Linked DNA regions of Rattus norvegicus: region 2 is linked to region 1. The links are chromatin contacts, called in public Hi-C maps. All regions are on one chromosome and are shown on one strand. Each heading gives the region's core, a stretch centred on a gene start, on an enhancer-like site or on the middle of the called end of the contact. The rest is flanking DNA. Distances are from core to core; before and after follow the strand shown. Region 1 holds the start of Pex2 (peroxisomal biogenesis factor 2). Region 2 holds the start of Zfhx4 (zinc finger homeobox 4).

Region 1 (5,575 bases), core at 1,258-3,757:
TGCTAATACAAATTTACGTTCTTAAAGTCAGCAATTTTAAAATATGTTAGCGGCATAAATCAATGTGTTCTTAACATTTTTATTGTTAAATTCTTTAAAGCCTAACAGCCACTAAAAGGCAAAAGGAGGATACAAGATGCCATTATATTTTCTTTGTACCTAAAGGTAAAAGAATAATCAATTTTTCTTCTTTAAACTCTCATAGTAAATGAAATATATTCATTCTTTCAGTACTCCTTAAAAGACCACAGTCAAGTCTTCATAAGATTCTTTCTTAGTACATCTGTACGAATAATTCTAGGCTTAAAATGTTAATGTGTTGAATTTACAAAAGCAAAACACACTATACTTTGCTTATTGTCTACACAGTCACCAACTTGATCCTTATTAGCTCCTACAAATTGGCCATGTCTGTCTTCTCTTTGGCTTGTTTTCTCATTAACACTGTGTAGCAATATTCCTCACCCAGGAATAAAACCAGGCCCAGGCTATCGTTCAATAAATGAGTGGATATGTTTTTAAGGCAAGTTTTAAAATAGCAAAATCAAGTTTTCTGAAGCTACTAGCTCAGTATAAAAATAAAGAAGTACACTATATTAATAAATCCAGAAATTATTTTAAATATTTTAAGCAGTAATTTTAAATGCTATGCTTCCTGGCATTTTTAAGAATCATCTAATATAATTCAAACTTCCTGTGAAGTTGGGATTTTTTATTGTCCAGATACTGTGATGCTCATGAGACTTATTAAAACTCTTTGAACTCAAGATGCTTTCTGAAAATGTCTTCTGTAGTTATTATTGTGTGTGCACATGTGGTGTGTTTATATGTAATTGTTTTGTGTGTGTGTGTGTGTGTGTGTGTGTGTGTGTGTGTGTGTGTGTGTATGGGGCAGTCATACTGAACGATCCAAGACAAAGTACTCTTTCCCTTATGAGTATCTAGGAACCAATTTGTCCCTCCTGCTTAGCAGAAATTACCTTTCTTTGCTGAGCCTTCTCCCTGGTCCCCTTTTTAATTTTTTTCTTTTAAATTTCACCTTTGTCCTCATGAAGATCAAGTGAACTAGGCAAGAAAAAAAAAATATACAGTTGTCTTCCCAGTATGTAGCATCTGAGACAGAAGTGCTTTGAGGCCAATCATAGCTACATTGCAAAAGACAGTCTCAAAAGCGAAAACACAAAAACAAAAACTAAAAGGTGAATCAGTCTATCCTTGGCCTACCAAGGAAAAGACAACATGGGCACCTTACTACACAAGTAACTCAAAGCCTTGCTCTTCAAAGAGAATTTACTCTCTTGAGCAACAGCGCCCAACGAAAACATAATGGGAATTACATTGATTTAAATTTTTTGGAACACTTTCAATATAATGGCCAATGCATCAAATTGATGAGTATTTTGTATCCCTTTATGATGTCTTAGAATTATGTCCATACGTTACAGGTAGAGTAGGCTTATTTCAAAGCAGTCACAAGAAGACAGTGGCCATCACTGGTGGTTATACAGGATGCATCTCTAGACATCTCCTTCCATTCTCTATCTGAATTCCATACCCAGCATCTCAACCGGGAGCTCCTCCTTCTTTGTCTTCTACACTGTTGGGGTTACTTGGTAGAAAAAGATTTGTTTGCCTTCTTTGTCCTCCATCCTATTTTGCCCCCAAGTTCTCCTTTAATGTATAGAAGATACTCTGGATGCCGATAGCACACTGTGCGAATCAGAATTGTACTGAGTGCATGATTCTGAGGTTCTTACTACATTCTCCTTTATCTTGCCCATGTGTGATGCTCTAAAACTCTGATGCTCAGGATAATTCTTGAAACAAAATACAAGGAAAGTGTTTGGGGTGTTGGAAACAATTGTATTCTTGTATCACTACCTAGACAAGCCTGGGTCCAGCTGGTGTAGGGTGGATATGGGGCGGGGTTGCAAGCATTAAAGAGTCATTACAAATTTGGTATAGGCTCTACCTGATTTCCTAAGAACCTTAAGACCAATCCACCCAGCCAGGGTCATTCCTGCTCATTGTCTCCAGACTGCCTTCCACCGGGTGGCTTTCAGCCAGCAAGGCTACTCGATGGGGACCTAGAGTGTTGCCACATATTTGGGGACAAGGTCAGACATCCGAGAGGACCCAAGGTCAGTCCCAGGCCTCAGTTGCGCAGGCGCACGTCTCTAGCCGGCGGCGCCTGTCCAGCGGCCCGCAGCGGCGTCCGAGGGATCAGAGCCCGCCCGCATTACCCAGAGGTCCCAACGGGATGTGACACGAAAGCCTCTTCACGCCGGTCCCTGACCCCGCGCTGACCGCTTGGTGACTCTTCTGCCAATCAGAGGCAGCTTTGCAGACCAATCCCAGGGCGTGGAGTGTCCTCTTCGGCGTCTCCTTCCATCGTCCCTTCGGTTCCTCGGCTCCTCGGCTCCTCGGCATTTTCCGCCGTTGGGCCGTATGCAGCTTTCCTCTAAACCACTGACTGTAATTTCCCAGGTTTCTTTCAGCCACTTCCGGGTCTTCCGTCGTTCCGGAAGCCCGCGAATTCCGGAAGCGAGGGCTACCCAGATTCGGCTAGGAAAAGCCCAGCTTGCCAGAGAATGTTTGAGAAAAGTTTGCGCGGCGCTGGTGTGTTCCGCAGACCCTGCAGGTCAGTGTCCGCTCGGAGGCGGTCCGGCGTGCGGGCCCCGCGCTCTCGGAGGACGGCCTGGCGACGTTCGCCTTGGCTGCAGGCCGCTGTGGCTTCCTGTCTTTCTGGAAGGAGCCAGCCTGTCTCTGGGTTTCCGGAAAGGCAGTAAAACAAATCCAAACTCCTAGTTTTCCCCTAGTTTAATGCCATCACACAAACAAAGCGACTCTGCAGGGAACCAACCTCTGCATTCCCCGGGGCGACGTTGCAGACAGCCCCGAAAGCGCCTCCTCGCCATTAACAGTACTAGGTATTTTTAACTCTTAAATAAGAATCTCTCGGGGTTTATGAAAAAGTTTTTTTTTTTTTCTCAATGTTTTGGAGTTTCAACCCTTTCTAGGGCCCATTCACTTAAAATCTCGGTCTTGGTCTCCGTTGGAAGAGGTACTGAAGATTTTCTTACGAGATAGCTTCTGATGTACATTGAAATTCATTAGTTTGTTATAAGGAATGTGATAATCATTTCTGTTCTTCTCTTAGGGGGGTCCTTAAAAGTCTTTGCTGGTTCGCTAATTTATTCACGTGCCATTTCACACACACAAAGACTCTTGGCAAAAGGATTTTTCACGTATGGAAACTTTCCCAATATGTCGGTTTCAAATATTCTGTGGCACCCTTTGCCACATTTTCATCTTGACTATTTTAAATAATTGATGTATGTCTAAGAGACCCCACCCTAGACGCCCTTACCAGTTTGTAGTCAAAACACCTTCCAGGAATGTGTGGCCTTTAGTTAAACCTGAACAGAATGGGTTTGGAGTGGCAGACTTTTCTTTCTTTTTACTGTCTTGATCCTTTTTGTACTACCAATTACTTGTATCCAGAACGATTACAGTTGAAAGACCATGAGCCAGGAGATTTGAAAGAGGAGTCAGTAGAATTAGTTTGGGGGGGAAAAAAAATGAAGCTTTTCTTTTTTCCCCCTTTAAGAAGTAAAATAACTGAGCATGCTAGGCCACTAAAAGGAAAAGAATTAAGTCCTAGTCTTGATTATAGTTTGTTTCTGCCTAGCTTTACCTTTTGGCCTAATTCTCCTTTTTAGTAATTAGAGGTAGCACTCAATCTGTGGTTTTAAAATTGTTCCATAAAAGAACTTTTGTAGAAATTTCCTGGAGCCATGCAGAGGAGAGACAAAGCCAGCCGACTGTCAGCTGTAGTTTAACAAGCACAGCTTGTTCTTATGTTCTTATATATATTCTTATATAACAGTGTTCCTGTTAGGATTTAATTCATATCTCGGACCAGATGATCTGCCTTGCTTTTTAGCATGAAAATTCTCCTTCTTAGGACAGTTGTTCATTTGTTTTCAGTCTGCGTTCATTTGATTATTCTGGCACCCCAAAGTTATATATTCATAGTTTCTAAAAGGGGCCAACATGGCAATGCTGTTTCATTTTATAAAATAGTGGTTCAAGTTTCATTCTGTCTTTTTGATCACTCATAATTCCTAATTTCCCTTCCTTCCAAATATTCTTGTTTTTCTTTCTTTTTTTTTTTTTTGACTATAATTAAAGTTTAGTTTAAATTGATGGTCATAAAGGTCTTTGCAGTGATTTTCTGTTTGACCAGTTCAGTCTCTGAGCCTTAAAAGGTATGTGAGGACTTGCTGGCCATCCCTTGTCTAGTAAAATTAGGGATCTAGCACCATATCATCTTAAGTAATTTTCAGATTCCTATAGTGCAAAGAAAGTGTGAACTGTATCAGTTTTTATATCTGAACCAATGTTCACTTGAGTTTGCTTGTAACCTTCACCTGTTCTTGGTAATCTGGGTTAGAAAACAGGAGTGTAGGCTACATGTTCCCTGTCTTTTTCCTGTGAAGTAAAATTAGCTTCTAAGTACTCTGTGGCCCTCCTTCATTCCTTCAGAATGTGAAAGAAACCTTTGGAGAAGGGCCTCAGCTGGTCCATCTCTCCTTGACTGTGAGCCTGGCATTGATTTAAGCTGAGTACTATGGTTTTTATACTTGGTAGCAGAAAGAAGGAAGAGGACCATTGATCCTCCAGCCTTCCTAGTGTAGGCTATGTGGCTTTCCAGCCCATTTCCTTCAATACAGTCAAAAGTCCCTTTGATATTTTTTTTCTGTATTTAATATGCATTCCTTTTTATCAGAGCTCAGATTTCTTTCCTGAGTGGGTAAAGTAAGACGAAACACCACATAATTATCTTTTCTTTCTTATTAAAACATATCATCCAGGAACTCCAAAGTTAATTCTGTCAGTGTCTTGTCTAGCCCTGTGTGGTAGATGTTTTGTATGTACCTGTATTCATAATAAATGATCATACCACATTTTTCACCCATATAAGTCTCTCTGTTAGGATTGACATTCAATCCCTTTGACTGATTCTCTGACCATAGGTCCCTATGGGGTAGGGAATGTGCATGGGAGCTTGGATGGTTTACCACATTCCTCTAATTTCTTTCTTCATCTGTAATTCAGAGAGCTTGGTTATGAAATTGGTCTTTTGAATGATCCTGACGAACAACAATGATAAAAAATGCTGTTTGTTGTGTTCTACAAATTTTATAGTGATTACCAGAAATTTATTAATTGTTACTTGACCTTAAATTATTTTTGTTTTAAAGTAGAGATAATAACAGCTACTGTTTTAGATGGATTCCAGAACATAATATAAAGGAAATATGTAGTGTCTGGTACGATTAGGTATTACTTGGTAATTTCTGTACTGTGATTGATACCTCTTTGATAACTTGGGGATATTTTCCCATTCTCTTTTACCATAAAAATTGCATTTAAATCTATGTTCTAATAATGTTGAAGTCATTTGGAATTCTTCTCTTAAGCAAGTTGATTCAAAAAATCCTTCAATTTATAGAATTTATACTTTGAAGATATCGTTTTTTCAGGTATTTCATCTGTGCATGAAGTACCT
Region 2 (5,575 bases), core at 1,857-4,356, 360 kb after region 1:
ATGTTATACACATCATTCTTTTTATTCTTCCGTTAGAAAAGAGAAAATAGCAAAAAGAGAAAGAGAAAGAGAGAAAGAGAAAGAAAAAGGAAGAAAGAAGGAAAGAAAGAAAGAAAGAAAGAAAGAAAGAAAGAAAGAAAGAAAGAAAGAAAGAGAAAGAGAAAATCTGAGCTTGCTCCGTCAGTTTTGTCAGTAAATATAAGGTAAAGGAAGTGTGGATGGCAGCGAGTGCTACATACCCGGGCTGTGTTTTTGCATTGCTCTCAATGGAAGCGATCGATGCCTGTGTCACTGTCGCGTCCCAATCGCAGCCAAGTCTCAGCCTTAATCTAAGCACCAACCGAAAAGGCAGCGGCAGCCGCAGCCTCTCCCTGACTCCATCCATCCACCCAACTAAAAATATAATACTACATATGAGCTTTAACCACTCCGCGTTTATAGGGACCAAGCACTGAAAAGCCAGGAGAACACAATAAAAAAAAAAAAAGACAGAAAGAAAAGGAAAAAGAAAAAAAAAAAACAAAACAAAACAAAAAAGAAAGCCTCCTGTCTCCTGTCTTCTCTCCTCTCCCTCTCTGTCTTCCTCTCTCCTCTCTCCCCCCCGTGTCTCTCTCTCTGTCTCTCCTTTTGCCATCTACATGATTCTTGATTAAACATGGAACAGAGTTAATAAAGGGGGGGGGGCTCAAGGAGAGGAAATGCAACTGTCAGAAATCAGGAATGCTAGATTTCCTGGTGAACCTGCCTCTGTCAGAGTCAGTGTCAATCCACCATCTTCAGCCACTGAACTTGTGTTTGGGTTTTTGTTTGGTGGTGGTGGGGGATGTTGTTCTGTGTGTGCTTTTTGGGGGAGGGGGAAAGTGAAGGCAAGGTGGATGCTGGAGGTGGGGGGAGTGGGATGAATGTGTTCTCTCTCTCTCTCTCTCTCTCTCTCTCTCTCTCTCTCTCCCTCTGTGTGTGTGTGTGTGTGTGTGTGTGTGTGCAGGGGTCGGAGTGTGTGTGTTGGGGGGGGTGTCCATGTTTGTGATCTGAACCTTTGGTACCTACAAAGAGGGTGTCTCACGGAACAGTAGCTAAAACCTCACTAGGACTGCACGGAACTGTGGAGACACAGCCGAAGGCACTGCTGGAGCCTCATATCTGGGCTGGACCCTAGACCCAGCGCTTCAAGGAACCCCCCACCCGGCTTGGATCACAGGTAACAAAAGAAATACAAACCAGTACACTGTCTTCTGGGGGAGGGGGCAGGATGGGAAACCTTCCGGAACTTTTGTACAATTCCAGGGAAATTTTATTTTATTTTTCTGATAGAAAAGAGCAGAAAGAATGGAAAGAGAGGGAAGCAAAGGACAGAAGGAGAGAGAGAGAGAGAGAGAGAGAGAGAGAGAGAGAGAGAGAGAGAGAGAGAGAGAGGAAGAAAAGAGAAGAGAAAGGAAAGAAAAGGAAAGGAAAGAAAGAGAAGAGAAGAGAAGAGAAGAGAAGAGAAGAGAAGAGAAGAGAAGAGAAGAGAAGAGAAGAGAAGAGAAGAAGAGAAGAGAAGAGAAGAGAAAAGAGGCAAGACCAATCTCATTCCAACCCCTGTTCGCCTAGCTGATCGGGCCAGGAAGGCACGCTTGGTGCCGGCTGAAGCTGAGGAGGTGAAGTTCATTTGCAGACATGAAACCCTGTAGTTGGGGGTGGGGGGGAGTAAGGAATGAATCAGTTCCCACAGTCGGCCACGGCCCACCCCCTCCCCACACACACACACACAAACACACACCCTTGCCCTTTACAAAAAAGAAAGCAAAGGCTCTTGATCCCCAGCCTCCGGTGTCCTCTTGAGGGCGGCGACCTAGCTCCGGGGCGAGCAGCCTCCACCCCTAGGTCCGCGGACCCAGGCCCGGAGATCCCGCCTCCTAACGGACCTGCCAAGTCTGCGGCGCCGGTGCAGCGGTGAGCCGCCCTGGCCTGCCGCTGCCCGCTGCCGCTCTCCGCGGACCGGTGTCTACCTGGAGCCCAGCCCCGCGCTCGCCCATCCTCCTGGGCCCCGCGCCTCGCGCGCGCCAGCCCTGGCCTGCCGCAGCCCCCGCAGTGAGCGCCCTTCGGGAACTTCAGAAAGGGTGGGGAAGGGAAAAGGAAAAAGAAAAGGAAAACGAGAAGGGTGCAGGGAAGAATCCAGGGAGAGAAAAGGGGGCTCCCAGCCCCACCGACCAACGTCCAAACTTTCGGAGAATGTGTGCCTGTGCCGAGGAAGCATCATCTCAATGGGGCGCAGGCTGGCGTCCGAGAACGGTTGCCGAGCTGACAGCTTCGCCCGGCCACCAGAGTGTCCCCGGCTCCCAGTGAAGGCAGAACCCGAAAAGACAGGGAAAAAGACAGAACTACTCGGCCGAAAGTCACTTAATCCAAAAGTTAAATCCCGAAAATCATGCCCCCCCCGCGCCCCAAGTAAAAAAACACCCTCCCCCTCCGCCCGTGCCTTCTCACTCCCTCAGCAGAGCAAATCTTTGAGCCAAAAAACGGGGGAAAGAGATGGAAAAGGGGGGCAGAGCGGAAGAGGTGGTCGGGATGAGGGTATGTGTGCTAGGGCGAACGGTAGCAAGCGAGCTAGGAGTAGAGAGGGAGAGAGGCGGAGAGGGAGAGAGAGAGGGAGCGAAATATCAAAGATTGTGCAAGATCAGGCTGGAAAGATAATCGATACTCGACCTAAATTTAACACAAACTACTCAATAAAAGTTAAAGAAAAAACTTACTTTCCATTTCCCCTGCAGTTCCTACTCGATCTTCGCCTCTTTTTTGTTTTGCTTTTATTTTACGTACAGCTGATCACATCCAAGTAAAACGAGAGGGTTCATTAAAAAAAATAAAAAAATAAAAAAATAATCCTCGAACTTTATTGGGTGAAAATAAAAACGCTGGAGCAGAAAGTGGGGGGCACGGAGCGGTCCTCGGGGGTCCGGGAGGAGTTAAAGCATGTGCCGACCGCGGTCTCTCTGTTTGGTTGTGAAGGGGTTGGGAAAAGGAGGAAAGGAAATGAAAATCCGATATGTCTTTATTCTGCTAATTATTATCGTTTTAGCCCTGTTTAAAAAAATGGCTGATTAAGTTGAGTGCGCATGTCTTTGTGTGTCTATTCCCGATATGCACTCTGGGAATGAGAGAGGAGAGCGAGGGAGAGGGGGAGGGAGGGGGGAGAGGTGTAATTAGTGAGGTGATCAACATTCCCCAGACTGCAAATGACGCGCAGCCGGGACTCAGAGCAGCCCGGGAGCCTCACGTCTTACAAGGCTCCTTGCGCTGCGGCTGGAGCCCTGGACTAGGCGACCACGGAGACAGGGGATGGGAACCTCCGGGGCTCGCACCCCATGCGCCCCTGCTCACAACTCTCAAACTTCATTAGACACACACGTACACATATTCACACACAGAGAGGGCAAAGGGAAGAATATAAAAGCACAAATAGTTCCTAAGAAATGCCCTTTTAGAGTTCTAGATTTTTTTTTTTTTAATGAGGCAAAGTAATTACTCTCGGACCAGAGATTTGTTTACCAGGGAGCCTGAAGGAGAAATACAAGTCAAGTTATTAAGAGCATTTCTCTTAGTTTATTCTACTATGCACCGGGACATACTTTAATGGGGAAGTACTAGGGCCTGAGCAAATATGCAGATGTATGTAAATAAAGAGTGCCTATCTCTGTGTGCAAACATCACCCAACCCAACCTCCTTCAAAGGAGGAATTTCTCTCTGGATAGGCAGGCATTCTATTTAAAACAGTATTTTGCACTTGCATTCACATAAGAGAAAACCTAGGGAAGTGGTTAGTTTAGTCAAAGTAAACTTCTAAATGACAGTAAGTCCGGGCTGTAAGAGTGAAACTGGGGTACAGTCTAGCTTTTATGTAATATTTTCGAGTATTTTATCAGAATCACAAAAGTTCAATGTAATAGGTTTAAGAAGACTTAGGGAAGAAAACCTTTCATCTTTCTAGTCTGTTGAGTTACCTTTCTTGAAGCACATTATGATGAATTTTAAAACCCCACTACAGATCTCATTAGAGTGAAATATACTTGGTATTTTCTGGTGCAAAATTTAAGGTGGCTGATTCTCATTTGAAAATCTAATTATCTCTATCCAATATTACAGATGTGAATATGAGTGACACTTTCATTAAAAGATAATTAACTAACACTCGGAATAGACATATTTTTAAATACCCCCTACTGAATGTGGGATATATATACATATGTATATATATATACATATATATATATATATATATGAATTGCTACTCTGCATCTTGATACACTACTGCACTAGAGGTCACAAGTAGACACTATCTACATAATATTTTAAAACCAGGAATCACATAATGAAAGTAAGAGTAACCAATCAAATGCACTACGGACAGGAAACAGGAGTGCTGCCCAGCCTCCTGGACAGGTGAGGCATCAGCCACTTCGGACTGACAAGCCTTTGAAGTTTCGGATTGCCAGGATCTGCTTCAAAACCTTGTTTTAGGCCTTAGAAACCAAAGGTACCAAACATCAACAGCAAGGTTTATAGCACATCACTGCAACTCCAGAGACAGTAAACACATCTTCCTGGATCTGACACCCTTGTATTTATCAGTGTATACTCCTTACATCCTAGGACAGATGGGAATGGAATAAACACCTGTATGGATAAAATTATACCCCTCCCCCCAAGATCAGACCTCAGTCCATATCTGAAAAGCTGCTTGTCTTCAGCAACTAGCTAGCTTCACAATGAAAATCCAAAGGCTTGGAGAAGAGACTAAAACCTAGATATGATCTTTGGTAAGAGAAAAAGGCAATGCCAGCTAAGAAATCTGGAGTGGGTACACAAAGCAGTGTTTTAGAAACCAAGGCCACTAAATGGTAACAAAAAATCAAATTCTCTGTCTCAGGAGATTCCCATTTCCAACTCCTTTGGAAAGAAATCTGCTCACAGTGAAAGACTGTGTATGATTTTTTAAAGTTATTTTGTTTACGGCCACCCTACCTTCATACAGCAAGTTCCTAGAAGCCTCCCGTTGTACCTTAGTGGGGTTAAGAAATACATTGCAGGTGGGGGTAAAATTGAAATTCTCTTTAACATGCAACTGAAGAGTGTGTTTTATGTAGAGTTGCTGTTTACATAAAAACACCCCAGAGAGCAAACATCCTAGATAAAACAATAATAATAACAAAACTATCTGAGGTGTCTGCATGGAGTGGGGGGGGGCTTTTCAAGATACTGAGGGAAATGAAGGCAGGGGAAACTTTCAGGTTGAAATCAGCAAAGATCAAGCCCTTTGCTGGAGAGGGATCAGTGTACAAGCTCGCTGATGGAAAAACCATTTCCTGCTATTGCAAACGGGCAAATACAGATGATGAAGGAAACACCTGAGAGCAATAAGTCTGTTTCAGGTTCAGGTGAAGAAAGGGTCTACTTCTGTCATGGTGGACAAGGAAACTGATCATTGCATCCACAAGTTCTTTATTTCTTTTGCTGTTTTCCCCTCCCCGAAACGTTATCAATAATATTAATGCCATTAATGTCAAAAATAGCAATTGTCAAAAAAATTATTTAAAC

What was found. A called contact is a pair of places that touch in the nucleus more often than the background predicts.
Region 2: a contact with region 1 is called in a Hi-C map of kidney, with 4 times the contacts expected there. The contact joins the promoter of Zfhx4 here to the promoter of Pex2 in region 1. A contact is called at or near these places in 6 of 12 Hi-C or Micro-C datasets (the Rat2 cell line, frontal cortex, kidney and 2 more) and 1 of 1 datasets of contacts at active chromatin or transcription factors (oligodendrocytes).

The regions. Positions count from the first base shown.
Region 1 is chr2:97,955,123-97,960,697 of GRCr8, forward strand. Pex2 (peroxisomal biogenesis factor 2) reads left to right here and starts at 2,508. Exons shown (of 3, transcript NM_017234.2): 1 at 2,508-2,641.
Region 2 is chr2:98,312,363-98,317,937 of GRCr8, forward strand. Zfhx4 (zinc finger homeobox 4) reads right to left here and starts at 3,107. Exons shown (of 11, transcript NM_001191702.1): 1 at 2,733-3,107.